Regions from separate parts of the Mus musculus genome. Here region 1 is linked to region 2. A link is a contact called in public Hi-C data. All regions are on one chromosome and are shown on one strand. The core of a region is the stretch at or near the end of the contact, and the rest is flanking DNA. Distances in the headings are between cores, read along the strand shown. Region 1 has its middle 85 kb from the start of Gm14635. Region 2 holds the start of Gm46687 (a long non-coding RNA gene).

Region 1 (7,611 bases), core at 2,445-4,944, 350 kb before region 2:
GCCGACTAGGCTGGCCAGCTGCTAGAACACCTACGGAAGACCTCTTCATACAGGCTAGTGAGGGCTACCTCATGGCATGGTTGCTGAGCTCCAAGTGTGGAGCTCTCAAGAGAAAGAGGCAAAGGTGTAGTCACCTTATTTCTTTCCCTGCCATGCTAGAGATGGGACAGAGGGCTTCCCATACTTCGAGTACAGGGCTTCCAAGCCCAGCACTGCCGGCTGTAGCCTGAGCACTTAGGACCTTGTGTTCTGGTAATGCCAGATCCTTGACTATAGCATAGAAACGAATTTCAGTGAGGTAGAGTGAAGGAGTTAGCAAACTTGCTAGGGAGAGATAAAGAGACTGTACATAGTTCCAACTTAAGTGTGGGTACTTAGAAAGAGACTTAAGGAACGTCATACACATCCAAGTTTAGAGAAAGAGAGACTAAAGAAGGGACAACACACACCTCTGAAATGTGAGCTGCTCAAGAGAATCGCATGCTTTAATGTCTTTGTAATGGCTGTGTATATGAATCCGTGTCTTTTAAAATTATTGCTCAAAGGATGCAATTTACAAAAAGGTTTAAAGATTAGATCTCTAAATTGGGTATGTGTGTTTGTCTGTATCTAGGTATGTGCACCTAGGTACAAGTGCCCACAGAGACCTGATGAACTGGGTGCTTCTGGAGTTAGAATTAGAGGTGCTTGTCAGCCCCTACCATGGTTGCTGGGAATTGAACCCCTCCTCTGGAGGAGGAGTGCATGCTCTTAGCTAATGGGTCTCCCGCCCCTCCTCTTAAAGCTTTGAAAAAAACATTACATTTACTTAGTATGTGTGTACATGAGTGTGGGAGTGCACGTGACTCCTGTGGAGGTCAGAGGACAACTAGCAGAAGTCTGTTCCCTCTTTCTACTCTGTAGGGCCTGGGGATTAACTCTTAAGGCTTGGTAGCACCTTTTCCCACAGAGATATCTCTCAAGCCCCATTTATTATTATTAGATGATTGTAGGAATCAGTAGGTTGAGTTTAGGAATGAGAGAAGAAAGCTGATACAGTTATGATCAAGGTCATAGACACCCTGGCCCTAAGTGTTTGTAACCTTCTTCTTTGAGATATCTTTGGAAAAAGAAGAAGAGTGTCTATGGATTGCAACTTAAAATTTTTAATGCCTACTTTAAATGATGGTTCTTAAATGCTTTAACCTCCCTTCTAGCCCACTACCCATGCATAGGTAGTGGAAAAGAAAGGATATAGGGGAAGTGGACCTGTTTAGAAAGATACCCTGGAGTAACTCCTGTCTGTGTTGTCTGGAAATCCACAGTTCAGTTCACAGTTAGCAGAGACAGTTCAATCCATTCACAAACACTTCACAGATATATTAGCAGTCCAATGCAGTAGAGTCAGAATAGCAAAGGCAAATCAGCAGCAGTGACACTACCTAGCAGAGTCAGCCAGGCTGTAGCCTCGACATGAGTCAACAGCAGGAGGGACCAGAAGGAATGCCAGAAGTTCTTGGCCTGTGCCTCTGTCATCTAAGCAAAGATCATCAAAGACTTGAGACCAACAAGCATTGCACAGATCGCTCTTTAATAGCTCAGCCTCCATCATTGTCCATTGAATTCTAGTTATACTTCGTCCAAACATCACGTGTCCTCCACGTATTTGCCTCAGCATGTGCACCTGTCTCAGCTGACATCACCTGCCAATCAGCCCAAGTCCACCAAAGTGACAAGAAACTACAACACACCACCAAAAGTTTCTTGATTCATTTCTCTCTATAAAGTCCCGACAAAAAGAGCTCAACTACATAATGTAGTACAGAGCAATACACGTATGTCATTAGAAAAAAATCCTTCATCACATGTCCTTTCACGTGCTTAGTTTAACAAAACATCCTTTTACCTATGTCAGTTTCAATTCCTTCACACGTCTGCCTTAGCCTTTCACGTATGTCTACTTCAGAAATACACTCCTTCATGTGTTTGCTCCAACAAAACACCATCCAACACAACTGACTTTTTAAAAAAAACCTTAAGTTTCCACTTCAACAGGTGACTTTGACTTGGGCATTTGTATTGGAACTTCTGACTCTAAGTGAGATCCCAGAGTGAAGGGACCCTTTCTGCTCCCACGCCCCTTAATTTTCCTGTCCTTTTCCTGCCTCTGTACTACTAAGTTGCAGCTCAGGCCTACACCCTTGACTGGGCAACTGTAGCTATTGTTTTCTCATTGCTATGAGAAGGAATGTAACAGAGGAAGGAGTTGTCATGGCTGATGGTTTGAGGAGCTGCGGTCTGGTGTAGTGGGAAGCCAAGACAGTATGTGGCTTCATAGTGGCTTCATGCATATGAGACACTTCTTTTTGTCACAGCTCAGACAGAGCAGGAAGCAGAAAAGGGACAGCAAGTGAGGCCGGGCTATCAAACTTAAGGCCAGCTGCCCAGCAGTCTACTTCTTTCACATAAGCCCCTCCTCAAAAGTCCCACAGCCACATGGTGAAAGAAGAGGTCTGGCTCATGCCAGTTATTCTCCGAACTGCATAATTTGAGGGATCAAATAATTTTTAGATAATATTGTCAAAGACAAATTACAAAAGAAAAGTGCAAAAATGCATCTCCTGCAACATAGGAACCTTCACGAGGAACTGAAGGTCCAAAGAAAATGTTAAAATTGATGCTTTTATGCTGGGCTTGATGAAGGGTAGAAAATGGTCCTGTCCTGGATGACTGGGAGGAGCATCTCCCACATGAGGGTCTTGTGACCTACTGTAAGGTCACAAAAAGAGTTCAGAGTCTTTCCTGCAATCAACATATCTCAACTTAAGAACCTTTGCTAAGACATCATACATCATGCTAACATATGCTGAATCCTGAGAAATATATACTTGGGGCTAAAGAGATAGACACCTGGGCCATCAACAACATGCACTGCTCTTGCAGAGGAACCAAGTTTGGTTCCTAGCACACATGTCAGATGGCTCACAACCATCTATAACTTCAGCTCCAGGAATACCTCTTGTGACCTCTGAGGGCACACACACACACACACACACACACACACAGAGTCATGTATAAATATATATTTGGAAAAAATGTATGTGATTCTGGAGCCCAGCACGCTTGAAACTGGCTGGGCAAGTTGTAGGCTGGGAGCTCAGACAGGAGCTGGTGCTGCAGTGTCGCCTGGAGACTCTGACAGGAGTTAAGATGGGGATCTCACTGTGTGTTCTAGGCTGTCCTCAAACTTATGATCCCTTTGCCTCAATCTGAAGAGTGGCTACAATTTTAAGTATGTGTCACTGCGTTAGCCTGATGTTATACTCATGATTCTGAAGTGTACAGGAGAGCCTGCAGGCTGGCAACTCAGCCATGGCTTGGAAGTTTGTCTTCAGAGAGAATTCTTGCTTCTTTGGGCAAAGCTTTGAATTGCTCAGAGGAGATCCACCCACATTGTGAAGGGTGGTCTCTTCAGACAGATCGTTCATTGCCTATAGATAAAAATAACATACACAAAGTGCCTTCACCCACACAGCCTGGAGTGGTGTTGGAACACACAACCGGGCTCTGCAGCCTAGCCAAATGGCCATGTGAGATCCAGGAAACTCGTTCACCCCGTCTGAATCAGTTTTTCTGCTCCCTAGGCTGCCGGAGAGTAACACGAGAAGCGGCCCGTACTTCTGGCATAGCGTCCTCTTGAGTGTGAGTTACACAGATTGACTCACCAGGGTTGGGCTATGAAGCATCTTGATTTCATCTTGTCCACCTGTCCTGCGTTTTCCTCAGAGCCTTCCTGTGAACTGGCTCTATGCAGACCTCACTTGGCAAAGAGCAGATGTCTCCCACTAACAGCTGGCGTGTGAATGATGTTGGATGTACACCCCACACGCACACACTGAGAGCCAGCTAAGCCCCACCTAGACTCCCGAGCCAAGGAAAGTGGAGAATGACAGACGGGCACTTGTTTCCTAAGCAGCTAAATCTGGAGTTAACCAGAACAGTGCAATAGATACGTAAGTAACTCGCCCTGTGGACAGGAAGGCCTGCACAGACCCTGGTTATTTCTCTGATTGTTGTAACCTGGCAGGAAACAACCTATGAGAGGATGGTGGCAGGAATGTGAGATGGCCAGTCACATGGAGTCCAGAGTCAGAAATCAGAGAGTGAAAAGGAAGTGAGGCTGGGCTATCAATCCTCAGAGTCCACCCTCCCCACTCCCACCCCCACCCCCAGCTATTCACTTCCTGCAGCAAGGCCCCACCTTTTAAAAGATCCGCATCCTTCCAAAACAGCACCACCAGCTGGGGACCAAGTATTCTACATGAGTCCATAGGGGACAGTTCACATATAAACCACCATAGCGTTTAATATGTGTGACTGGAATTTGACTCCAACCGAGTAATGGCTTTGTTGAAAGGCCTCTCCCGAGAGGACTTGCATTTTCATGAAGATTCTACCCTAAGGGGATGATTTTGTCATGGGAAAAATTTCCAGTAGAGCCATGGGAGGAAGGGTATGTTTGAGACCACGTGGGGCCACATACACACGTAGTGATCAGTTCTAGTTCTGGGCAAGGCAAGGCAGAGTAACAGGGAGGGGGTGTGAAGGAAAGAGAGGGGGAGGGAGGGAGGGAGGGAGGGAGGGAGGGAGGGAGAGAAAGAGAGAGAGAGAGAGAGAGAGAGAGAGAGAACGGATGTGCCTGATGTAGAGTTTCCAGCATCTTCCTTCCTTAGGAAAGGATCTATAGTGGCAAGGAGACTTGGGGAGCACTCACAAGAATTATATAGAGGAGCAAAGGCCTCAGAGCATTGATGGGCCACTGAAGGGCTTGGTAAATATTTATAGCAATGTGAGTAATCTTCCAAGAGTTCCCAGAGTGTTGCAAACTAGGCAAATGATACCAGAAGAGTGGCGAGGTCAGGGGAAGGGACAGCAGAACTTCATCATGAAGATGGATGGGCATTGACTGGGTGATAAAAGAAGGGGAAAGCTTTGCGGTCGGAAGGAATAGTCTGTGCAAAGGATCCCACGATGGGTGGTATGACATGTCTGAGGACTGACTAGGTTATTAGTGTGTGGTTCTAAGAGGGTGGCAGGTGACTGGAGGACACTGGAAGGAGATAGACAGAGGGAGTCAGGAGAGAACAGCCAGGGGTAAGTTGTGGCCACAGTGAGGATTTGGATCGTTACCCAGGGAGCAAAGGCAGTCCATTGGAGAGTCTGTTTCTTATTTTGATTTCTTTGATCCCTGAGCCCTATACATGCTAAGCAGGCACTCTAGGCCCACAAGGCCCACTGGAGGATTTAGGTGTGGTCAGACTTCTGTTGTTAAGTGGTCATTCTGGATTAGTAGAGGGCGAGACTGAAGTGGGCACTGCAGTAGTCTAGGCAAGTGGCTCTGTCTTCTTTTTTTGGTTTTTTGAGACAGGGTTTCTCTGTATAGCCCTGGCTATCCTGGAACTCACTTTGTAGATCAGGCTGGCCTCGAACTCAGAAATCCGCCTGCCTCTGCCTCCCAAGTGCTGGGATTAAAGGTGTGTGCCACCACACCCGGCTGGCTCTAACTGTCTTACAACACAGTACAAACTATAGAGCAGAAGGAAATATGTGAGGCATTAGACTGATGCAAAATGTCTCTTGATGCCCAGTGGGGACCAGAGCCAGCAAGCACGATGGAATGTATGAAGGGCTCTCTAACAGGCCTGCGCATGGCTAACATAGGTGTCTTCTGCTCCCTCTCTCCCTCCCCTCTCTCTCGCTAAACCTTTAGATTACATTCCTAAAGCTGGCCACCGAGGTTTTACTTCCTTGTGTGGCCACGTCCTTAGATCTAATTGACTAAAACTTCAAGGTTCAGCTATCAAAATTCATTATTTGGCTACACCTGTTAACCTGTCCAATCAGGGCTTACCCACTCACCCTAGCACAGACTCCCCTTTTCTCCTTAAACAACAACAACAGACCTGCAGAGACACCTGCTGCTATCTTTGCCCAATAAATACAGAATCAGAGCCCCACATTGCTCCTTCCAGGGTAATAAATCTTTGTGCTGAGAATTTGATGTCTGGGTGTGTTCTCCCAGTCCCTACAATGCCAATACCAAATCGGATTTCTAACTCTGACCGTGCTTCTTACCAGGTATGGGCTGTGGGGAGTTCTAAGCCTCTCTGCATGTCAGAGTCCTCAGATAACTAGCAAGGATAGCAGGCCCAGCAGCACACACCTACAGTTCCAGCCTGCAGGAGGTCAGGCAAGGATAGTGGGTTCAAAGCCAGTCTGGGCTACATAGTGAGACCTTGATTCAAAAACAAGCAAAAAAGATGGGGAGAGAGTGGGAGAGGAAGATGGAGTGTGAAAGAAAGAGGGACAAGGGGAAGAGGGATGGGAAAGAGAGAGAAGAAGGAAAGAGGGAGGGAGGGAAGGAGGAAGGAAGGAAGGAAGAAGGGAGGGAGGGAGGGAAGGAAGGAAGGAAGGAAGGAAGGAAGGAAGGAAGGTCGGTCTATGTTGCTGGGTTGTTGTGTGGAACTCCTGGAAAGAGCCCAGCACAGAGTCCATCACAGTGTAGGAAATCAAGGCCATCAATAGCCTGTTCCATTTTTGTTACAAGTGACAAAATCAATACATATTTCTGGTACTCTTTGTGCATATTTGATTCTGCCATAGAAATCAAGACAAGCGGGCCTGCTAAAAATTATCATCAATAAATATGTTAGTTACCTGGGAGAAATGTCAGACCTACATGAACACTGCTGGGGTGGAAGGGTCACGAGACTCCTGATAGACTTGAGGTACTAAATATATGACACACAAAATATTTACAAGGCACCAATTGTATTTAAGGCACCCGAGGCAGTAAATATTCATGATGAACTAATTATACATGTGCCACTCAATATCCACCCCCACCCCCACTGGTGACACTCATTCTACCCCCATGTGTCCTCTGCCCAAGAAGTACAGATAGCATCCCTGGCTGCTCCTCGGGGTGTTGGTATATGCTGCCATGACCACACAGCCTCAATCTGCATCTCTCCCACAGAGCTCATGTGTACGGTTGGTCACAGGCATCTTCCAAATGTCCGCTGACTTCAGACGTCAGCCCTGACGTCATTGACACGCTCAGTGGGGAGGCAAACAGCTGCAGCAGAGGGAAGCAGGGATTACATCCTGCCCCAGGATTCAGCCACTGTGTTTCTGCCTGCAGGTTCCCACCTCCGGTGTGTGAAGCTTTCAATCAGTTTTACCCACAGCTATTGAGGTTTTTCTCTCCTGGTTTGCAAAGCATTTCCCTTCTGGGCTTTCTAGGTTAGCTTGCCTGGGAGTGTCTTCAGAGGCCATTGTTGCATGGAGGTGAGTTCCCATGTGATAACTGAGTCACTGTGGAGAAGAAAACCCTGCTGCTGCCACCACGTCATTGTTCTGAACAAGTGAGGCATTGCAGTTAGAAGCAGGGAAGAGAGCCCTGGCACCCAGCAAGCCAGCTCGCGAACTCTGGGCTTGACGGGCTTCTCCACCACTATGGGGACTTGGAAAGAAGTCAAGGTGACCAAGAGCTGTGCGATGGTGCAGAGAATTGAAGAGTGGCAGCTGTGGATGGTGGCGAACTCATTCAAAACCTGCTGGAGGCGATGG
Region 2 (7,761 bases), core at 4,539-7,038:
CTCAGGAGGCAGAGGCAGGGGGATCTCTGTGAGTTTGAGGGGAGCCTGGTCTACAGAGTGAATTCCACAGACAGCCAGGGCTATGTAGAGACCCTGTCTCAAAAAAAAAAAAAAGAAAAAGAAAAGAAAAAGAAAAGTAAACCAGATACTTCCCCACTCAGCATAAAGGAAGTGACCGGTTCCCAGCACTTTCTGCAGAATGCCTAGGGAGGATGGATAGAATAGTTTGAAAAAGGACGTATTATACAATGAAATTGCATGAATTTTGGCACAAACAAGGACCATTGCCTTGTGCTGATTGAGTCACCTGCTACCTGTCTGTGCCTATAAATCCAACTGCTAGGGAGGCTGATACAGGACGATTGCTTGAGTTCAGGAATTGAAGCCAGCTTGTGTAACCTAACCAGGACGGACACACACACACACACACACACACACACACACACAGTATATTGGGAGCTGCAAGGTGTGGCAAGAAGTTTCCTGGGTAAGGAGCAGAATAGTTCATGCAAAGAAATTCGGCTTATGGGCACTGCTGGAGGTCTATAACCCACTGCAGGGAAAGCCTAGAATGTAAGGGAAGCTACCTAACACATGGCTTAAACACACACGCACACACACACACACACCCCTGCAACATAACTATACACACATCCTGTGCCTGTTTCTTCTCTTAACCACAGACCCTGGAAGTCTTCCCTATTCGTAAACAAAGCAGAACATTTCATGAAGGTGCTATCCAATTGTTGCTGGGCAAATTACATTGTTTCGGATCCTATGCTTTCACAAACAAAGCTGTGCTTAACTAGTATCTTAAACATACAGACACACACAAGCAACAATAACAAAAAGAAAACTTTGAAACTGATGAGTAAAGAAATGAGACTGCTATGCTGGCAAATGCCTTTAATTTCTGCTGGGGAGGCAGAGGCAGGTGGATCTCTGCAGAGTGAGTTCCAGGACAGCCAGAATTAGATAGAGAGACCCTGTCTCTAAATAAAATAAAATAAAATAAAATAAAATAAAGAAATGGAACTGTTGCCTGGATGTAGGGATCTCCATCAAGAGGTGAAGCTGTCTTGGAAAACAGACACATAGGAAGCTAGTCCCAGGCCCTGAAAGAACTATTACATTACAGGAGATGCTTTGACCAAAGGAAGAGAGCAGAGTCAGAAAGAAGAGCCCTTGCTGGGCGGGCATGGTGGCGCACGCCTTTAATCCCAGCACTTGGGAGGCAGAGGCAGGCGAATTTCTGAGTTCAAGGCCAGCCTGGTCTACAAAGTGAGTTCCAGGACAGCCAGGGCTATTCAGAGAAACCCTGTCTCGAAGAAAAAAGAAAAAAAAGAAGAGTTCTTAGAATTTGAGCCGGGAGGCAGCTAGGAAGAGACTGGGGACTATGTGAACTAGTGTAGAGTTGACTTTAAAGCATCAGTAAGACGTTCTGGGTGCTGTGGTGACCCCAGGAATGGGTGGTTGGCTTTCAGCAAGCGGGTAAGCTCATTTTACAAATTACCTGCAATAGTGCTAAAAAGCAAGTCTGTCACTAAGGAGCAGGATCTGGGACCTTACTAATGAGACTTTAGCTTGTGTGTGTTGGGGGGAGGTTGTCTGAAATTTGTGTATTTTTCCCCCATAGGAAATGACATATATGTACTGGAAGGCTTTGGAAACTTTGAAAAAAATTCCTAGAATTTATAGTTCTGATGGTTTTGCAAATTGTATATTTAATCAAAGGCACTCGAATGCCTCTCTCTCTCTCTCTCTCTCTCTCTCTCTCTCTCTCTCTTTAACTATTGAAGAGCCATTTAAATGTCAACATAAGTGATTCCCTACCAAATAGTGCTGGTTAGACATTAGTTCCTCTAATAGACCATAATGATTCATAAGGAGGCATTTCTCGACTCTAAATTGTAGGCCTATTGAAATATAAATTAAGATGATAAATAATTTGACCTTACCTGAGAGTACTAAGTATTTACACGTGTCAAATACGAAATTACCCTGAATATCACGGCCCCTAAAAAGGCAGCCTTCGTCTCAGTAAATAAAACGGGTTAATGAATTTCCCTTGGAGAGCGAAGGGAAAGAGGAATACACAAAAGGCTTTGCTCCAGGGGCTCGGCCCTCCCGGCCCTCCAGACTTGCAGTGGGGCTGGGGAGAGGCGCGGGCCAGGTTCCCCCGGAGAGCCAGGCGGGTGCTGGCGGCCTTCGGCGCTCGGCGCGTTCCCTTCTCCCCCTCCTTCCGCAACGGCGCTGGAGTTTCAAAACATGGAGTTTCCACAGGAACTTTGCCAGGCCGAGCTCGCAGCCCTCCCGGGTTCCCGCAGCGGCACTCGCGGCAGCCTCCCCGCAGAGAGCGCTGACCCGGCGGCCACCCAGCGCAGCGCAAAGCTCAGCAGCCCCGGTTCACTCCCTGGGGAGGCGCAGAGCGCCGCCCTGCCCCCCCCCCGCCCCCCAAGGTCCTGCAGAGAGGACTGCGCCTTCGGCCCGGAGCCGAGCCCATCCGCCCAGCCAGTGTGCTGGCCCGGGGCGGGAGTCGCCGAGGCGATCGTTGCCGGGTGGGCACGCCGGCAGCCGGCTGCCCGCGGTGGGATTTGGTTTTGTTTTAAAGCCGCTTTGCGCGCCGGGGCTGCGGCGGCGGCTGTGGCTCTGTGTGTGTGTGTGTGTGTGTGTGTGTGTGTGTGTGTGTGTGTGTGTGTGTGTCTGTGTGTTGGGGGGGTAGCACATTGTCAATGAGAAATTTCCTGTTCGTAAGACTCAGCTTGCAGTTTCTGTCCTGCCCTTGAACTGACAAGTGGATCTCCGCGGCGAGAGTCCGGGAGAGCCTCGGCAGCCGCGCGCGGGGGTGGGGGCGGGGGCAGCGGCGCCGAGGCCCCGGGAGCGGGGCTGAGCTGGGCCGCCGCCTGCCCTCCCGTTTCCCCCGCGCACCCGTGAGCTCTGAGCCGAGCGGTGACTAATCTGTGGCTCCGGGCCTCTTGGCGCGCAGCCCGGGCTCGCCTCCCGCCCCCTTGTCCCTCCTCCTTCCCCAGCCCCTGCACGCAGAGCTCCGCGGGGTGAATCGTGCGGGCCGCCTTGCCTTGCCTTGCCTAGAGTGTGGGAAGCGGCTCGAGGCAGGCGACTTGGGAACTGTCTCTTTCGACCCGGGCCCCGAGTGTGCGTGTGTTTCCTTCCCCGTAGGCACTTTGATCAGCATTTCCTCTGTGCCGCGGAGGAGCTAGAGCGAACTGAGGCTCTTTAACCCTCTGCATGCCACATCCACTGAAGGCTTCAGGGGGAACATGCTTCGGGAGACAGGTCCACCCGATCGAATAGATTTGGCCAAGCCGGAGTTATGTGGAGCCGGGCTGGATCCCAGGAATTTGCCCCTGTGTGGCATACTCTTCTAGGGACAGCAGGCCGGGAAGCCCAAAGCCAAGGGGCTGTGCAGTAACCCAACCTGCCCGGCGAGGCGCGGTGTAGCTTGAAAGGCCCAGCGGGCTGTGGCTTCTGGAGGAGACAGGGAAGACTTGGAGGAACTGCCTTAGAGCAGTTCGCTGGCACAGAGATGCCTCTTAGTCTAGGGTAGGGAGTCCTGCTCTTGCCCCGCGCTCTGGGCTCTGGCCCCCACTCCCTCCCTTGACTCGGCCTCGCTAGGGAGTTAATGATTGATTTACTGGCTCCGAGAGGCCGGCGCCCTCCCAAGCTATTTGTCCACGCTGAGGAGTTGCTGGAGAGAGGCGCAGAGGCCTAGGGAGCAGGGTCTCGCCTAGGAGGGGCGGCCGGGCTACCGACGGGAAAGGATGAGCACTTGGTTAGCTTCCACTGGGAAACTCTAGCCGTGTCCGCGGCGAACCCGCGGGAGGCCCTGCCAGGACGAAGAAGGGTGCCTTGGGAAGTGGCACATGTAAATGGATTGGCAGCTGGTGATTAGGCCGCCCGGTTTTATGAGTCATAATAGGCCGCCCGCCTGGCCCTCAACCTGCTGGTTGTAGACTTGGTGTGTTGGGGCCCAAGCGGTACTCTACTCCCAACCGCGCAGAGCGAGGATGCTCCAGGGGGCCCTGGCTGCCGTAAGCATTGCACAGGATTTCCTCTCATTTCTCGCAGAAGGCAACACAAACACCCTAAATCAAACTGCTCCGACAACCGAAGGCTCCACACAGACACATCAATAAGGATTTCGCCTCCCGCGTTCGAACGCACTGAAACACTTGTCCTATTTTTATGCAAATGACACCACACAAATAGATCTCGCAGGCCCTGGAGAGGGGCGGGAGGAGGAGGGACGCGGGCGCCCCACCAGGGGGCGGGGGGGGGGCGTCAATCCCGCACCTCGGGGCCCGCGCTGGCTCCGGTGCAGTGGGGCTGGCACTAACCAGGAGGCCCGCCCCGCGTGCGGTGGCTCCCTGCCAGCGCCGCCTAGTCGGCCGCGTCCCCAGGCTGCCTGCAGAGGCGGATTAGGGAAGGAGCGAAGCGAGCCTGTGACTAATCGCGGGGCCTCGGACCGGAGCACCAAGGCCATGTGCGACTGACAGGATCGACACTAGCCGAGGACACGGCGACGCCTCGCTTAATTGCAGGCTTTAAAAATTGCCGCCTGAGCAGCTCCAATGCAGAAAGCCACAGCATACGCGTGGGTCTGGGGAGTGCGACCGGGGGTGTGGGGGGGGAGGGGTTGTCCCGATTTCTCGCCTGAAGAGGGGAAGGTTTGGCATCTCCTGAACCGAGGGAGCAACACTGAGCCCCCCCCCCCCGCGCTTTGCAAGGTCTTCCCAAAGGCATGCTAAGTGAGTGTGGGTGAGGTGGCCAGCCACCGGGGACAAGGTTTTCTGTCATTTGTCCTTTGAGTCCATGCTTCCCTCTTGTTGCCCCGTACTCTATAAAGAAGGCCTACAGTAAATGAGTAAGGTTCCAGCCAGCCTTTTGAAAAGGAGAATCACACGCTAAACACTTTACTTCGATCCTTTCCTTTATTCACTGACTGAGAAACAGGGCCCCGAAGGACCAGACGAAAGCCAAGTCAAGTCAACGCACCAAGGATCAAGGTCATTGAGTGCCAAAAGTCTGGGGTCACAGACAAGAACCCTGGTCTCTTCGAAGGCCCGTGGTCACAGTCCCTGTGTCCCAGGCCTTCTTCCTGGAGCGCTGGGGCCTCTCAGGAGAGAAGCGTCGGCGGGGCGGCTTGTCTGTGAGTGGAGGTGGGGGTTGGAAGGCGGTGGCGGGGAACCCAGCAAGAGAAGTTTCCACCACGCTCTGCTCTGTTGCTGCCAAAATCCCCTGGCCCCTCCCCGCCCGCACTGCCTTCCGTTGCCACCACAAGTTTGGTTTAACGAGAGAGCTCGGGACAAAAGCAAACCTTTTCTATAGACCCTGAAAACAAAGGGGAAAGAGACGCGCGAGGCCGCAGAGAAGCGGCTGCTAGCGTAATGGTGCCAGGCCGAAAGCAGAGCATTAGAACTGCAAAAGCCGCGCGGGCGGGAGGAAGTGCGAGGCAGGAGGCGGGAGCGCCGGGAGGGCGGGCGGGGGAGGGGCGCTGCGCCATGTTTCCGTGTCACCCGCCGAGTCGCCGGCGCTGGGCTCGGCCGCCGGCTCCCGCCTGCCTCCGTAACGGCAGAAAGCGTGCGATTAGCAGCCAGACAGGCGGGGACTCCGGGCCCACGGGGCCGCCGCACACGCCGCCCGCGGTCCCGGCCCGCGCTCCCCTCCCCCTCCCGCCGGGTAATCCTCCTCCTCGCTGCAGCGCTGTGTGCACTCTCATTAGAGCAGGGTGGCTTTTCTCTGCGCACTCGCTCGGCTCCCGCTGGCAAAACAACGCCTTCCCCGGCCGGGCCCTGGGCCAGGGGAGTCGGGGAGGGCCGGACGGGGGCGGGGTGAGGCTGGGACAGCCTCGCAGGTTAGCTCCGCCGCCGGTTCGAAAAGATGGGGAGGACCCTTTGGCCCTCCCCCACGCGCAGTGCCAAAGCCGAAGGTCCATACCAGACTCTCTGCCCCTCGGGAGAGGGGGGAGATGCTGGTGCCATCCTGACCTACTGCCGTCCGCGGCACGAGGCCAGAATGCGTGGGGCAGATGAGGGTGTCTGGGTTGAAGAGCGGGAGTGGACACTGGGGAAGGTTCCCACAACTGGTTTTTGACCCGTGTGGCTTGCTAACGACCTCTTAAGGCCAGAAGCTGGATTTCAGGTGTTGTTGCCCTAAGACCCTCAGGGAGATCAGTGCCCTTTCTGGCTTTGGGGTTGACCGCCCAAAATGAGTAGGAAATGGGTGGGGGGAGACTCCAGTGCTCCGGAGCGCCCCATTTCTGTTCCGCGATCTCTGTACACAACAGTAGACAGCTTCTCCCCGGCACCTCGCGCCCAGCTGCAGGGCTCGGGAGCAGGTGTTCCTGCCTGGCCCAAGTGGCGGCTCAGCGCCCCTCCTGTCCCAGCTGCGGGGCCCAGAGAGGAGGGAGGGGAAAGGCGTGTTGGTGGCGGTAACTGGGAGGGGGGGGACGTCTCGCCGGACCTTGCCTAAAATGGGTCCATTCCGGGGTGCGGACAATCGCCTGGAGCCTGGAGGAATCTAGGAGGACAGACGGCCAGCTCCCGTCTAGGACTGCCCTAGGGGCCAGCACTGGCCGTTCGGGGCGGCGGGAGGGCTTCCGGTCCCCGTGACTGCGGCGGCGGGGCGGCGGGGAAGTTCCCGTCGCGGCCGCGAGGAGCACCCTCCCCTGGCTGCCGCCGCCGCGCAGCTCTCGGAGCAGCGCCCTAGGAACCCCGGGGCATCGGGCGACGTCGCCCTCGCCTTGTGAAGGGATGGGGGCTTCAGGGTGTTCCTCGATCCCCGCCCCGCCCCAGGGACCTGAACGCGGGATCGGGGACCCTGCGGGATCGGCCGCGCGCCTCCCAGCCCCTCCTCGCCGCTGCCATGGCGGGCACGTGAAACGCAGCTCGGCGCCGGGAGCCCGCCGGGGAGCGGCCTGGCCCGCCCGCTCCTCTTCGCAGCGGGTCCAGGGACGCGGAACCAAGTCGGGCCGGGTCCCGCCGAGCTCTCCGCGGCCCCGCACCCCATCCCTGCCCGAACCGGGCCTTGAGGTCACGCCAGACGACTCGTCCAAGGGGAACTCGGGCTGACTAATGGGACGCTTGTGGGCCTCCGGAGAGGCCGGGCTGGCAGCAGTGCCCGCTCGCTCTGCGCTGACGCTGCGACCAGGCTCTTCGGGGAAGGGCGAGAGGAGGGGTTTCCCCGACCGGTGGTTTCGGCTCCCTGGGGACAATCCGGCTGCGGATGGCTCTGGGCTTTGGGTCCTGTAGCCTGATCCCGGGCCCGCAGACTGGAGGTGCTTACGGGAAGAAGGTGCCTCAGAGCTCTGAGCCTGTTGTGGGGTCTCCTTTGCTTGCTATCTTGGGCCAGCAGCTTTATTGGGGGGGACGGGGGGCGGGGAGTTGCAGGTCACCTTGAGGGCGTGGGCTTAGATACCAAAACCTTCAACAAATAGAAAGTCTTCCGGAAATCCCTCAGTGAGGAGAAAACAATTGATAAAACTCAGGGAGAGTCCAGTTTAGTTGGGAGTTCTCAGGGTCTGGGCCCTCCCCGCCCCCCACTCCCGATTACAGGGTCTTGTGAAAATCAACAGAGTTTTTTTTATTTTTTCCAACGAACAGCCACCTCATTGTTGACATAGTTATTATATGGCCCTCCCAAATATAGCTACCTGTTTGTTTTAGTTTCAGCACATCCTCTCGATGGTGAGACAGAAATATAGACCAGTAATAAAAGATAAACATGTGTCAGATGCAGAATAAG

The links. A called contact is a pair of places that touch in the nucleus more often than the background predicts.
Region 1: a contact with region 2 is called in a Hi-C map of muscle stem cells, with 4 times the contacts expected there. The contact joins two enhancer-like sites. A contact is called at or near these places in 3 of 484 Hi-C or Micro-C datasets (the AML12 cell line, cortical neurons and muscle stem cells).

What each region holds. Positions count from the first base shown.
Region 1 is chrX:12,435,779-12,443,389 of GRCm38.p6, reverse strand. No RefSeq gene overlaps it. Among named protein-coding and RNA genes, the nearest start is that of Gm14635, 85 kb to the right of the region's middle. Within about 2 kb of position 3,694, at least 11 of the 459 cell types and tissues checked have an H3K27ac peak or open chromatin away from gene starts, as enhancers often do. A contact at or near this core is called in muscle stem cells, where this site is marked.
Region 2 is chrX:12,086,463-12,094,223 of GRCm38.p6, reverse strand. Gm46687 (a long non-coding RNA gene) reads right to left here and starts at 1,738. Exons shown (of 3, transcript XR_003953120.1): 1 at 1-1,738. It also overlaps a transcript of Bcor not described here. Within about 2 kb of position 5,788, at least 265 of the 459 cell types and tissues checked have an H3K27ac peak or open chromatin away from gene starts, as enhancers often do. A contact at or near this core is called in muscle stem cells, where this site is marked.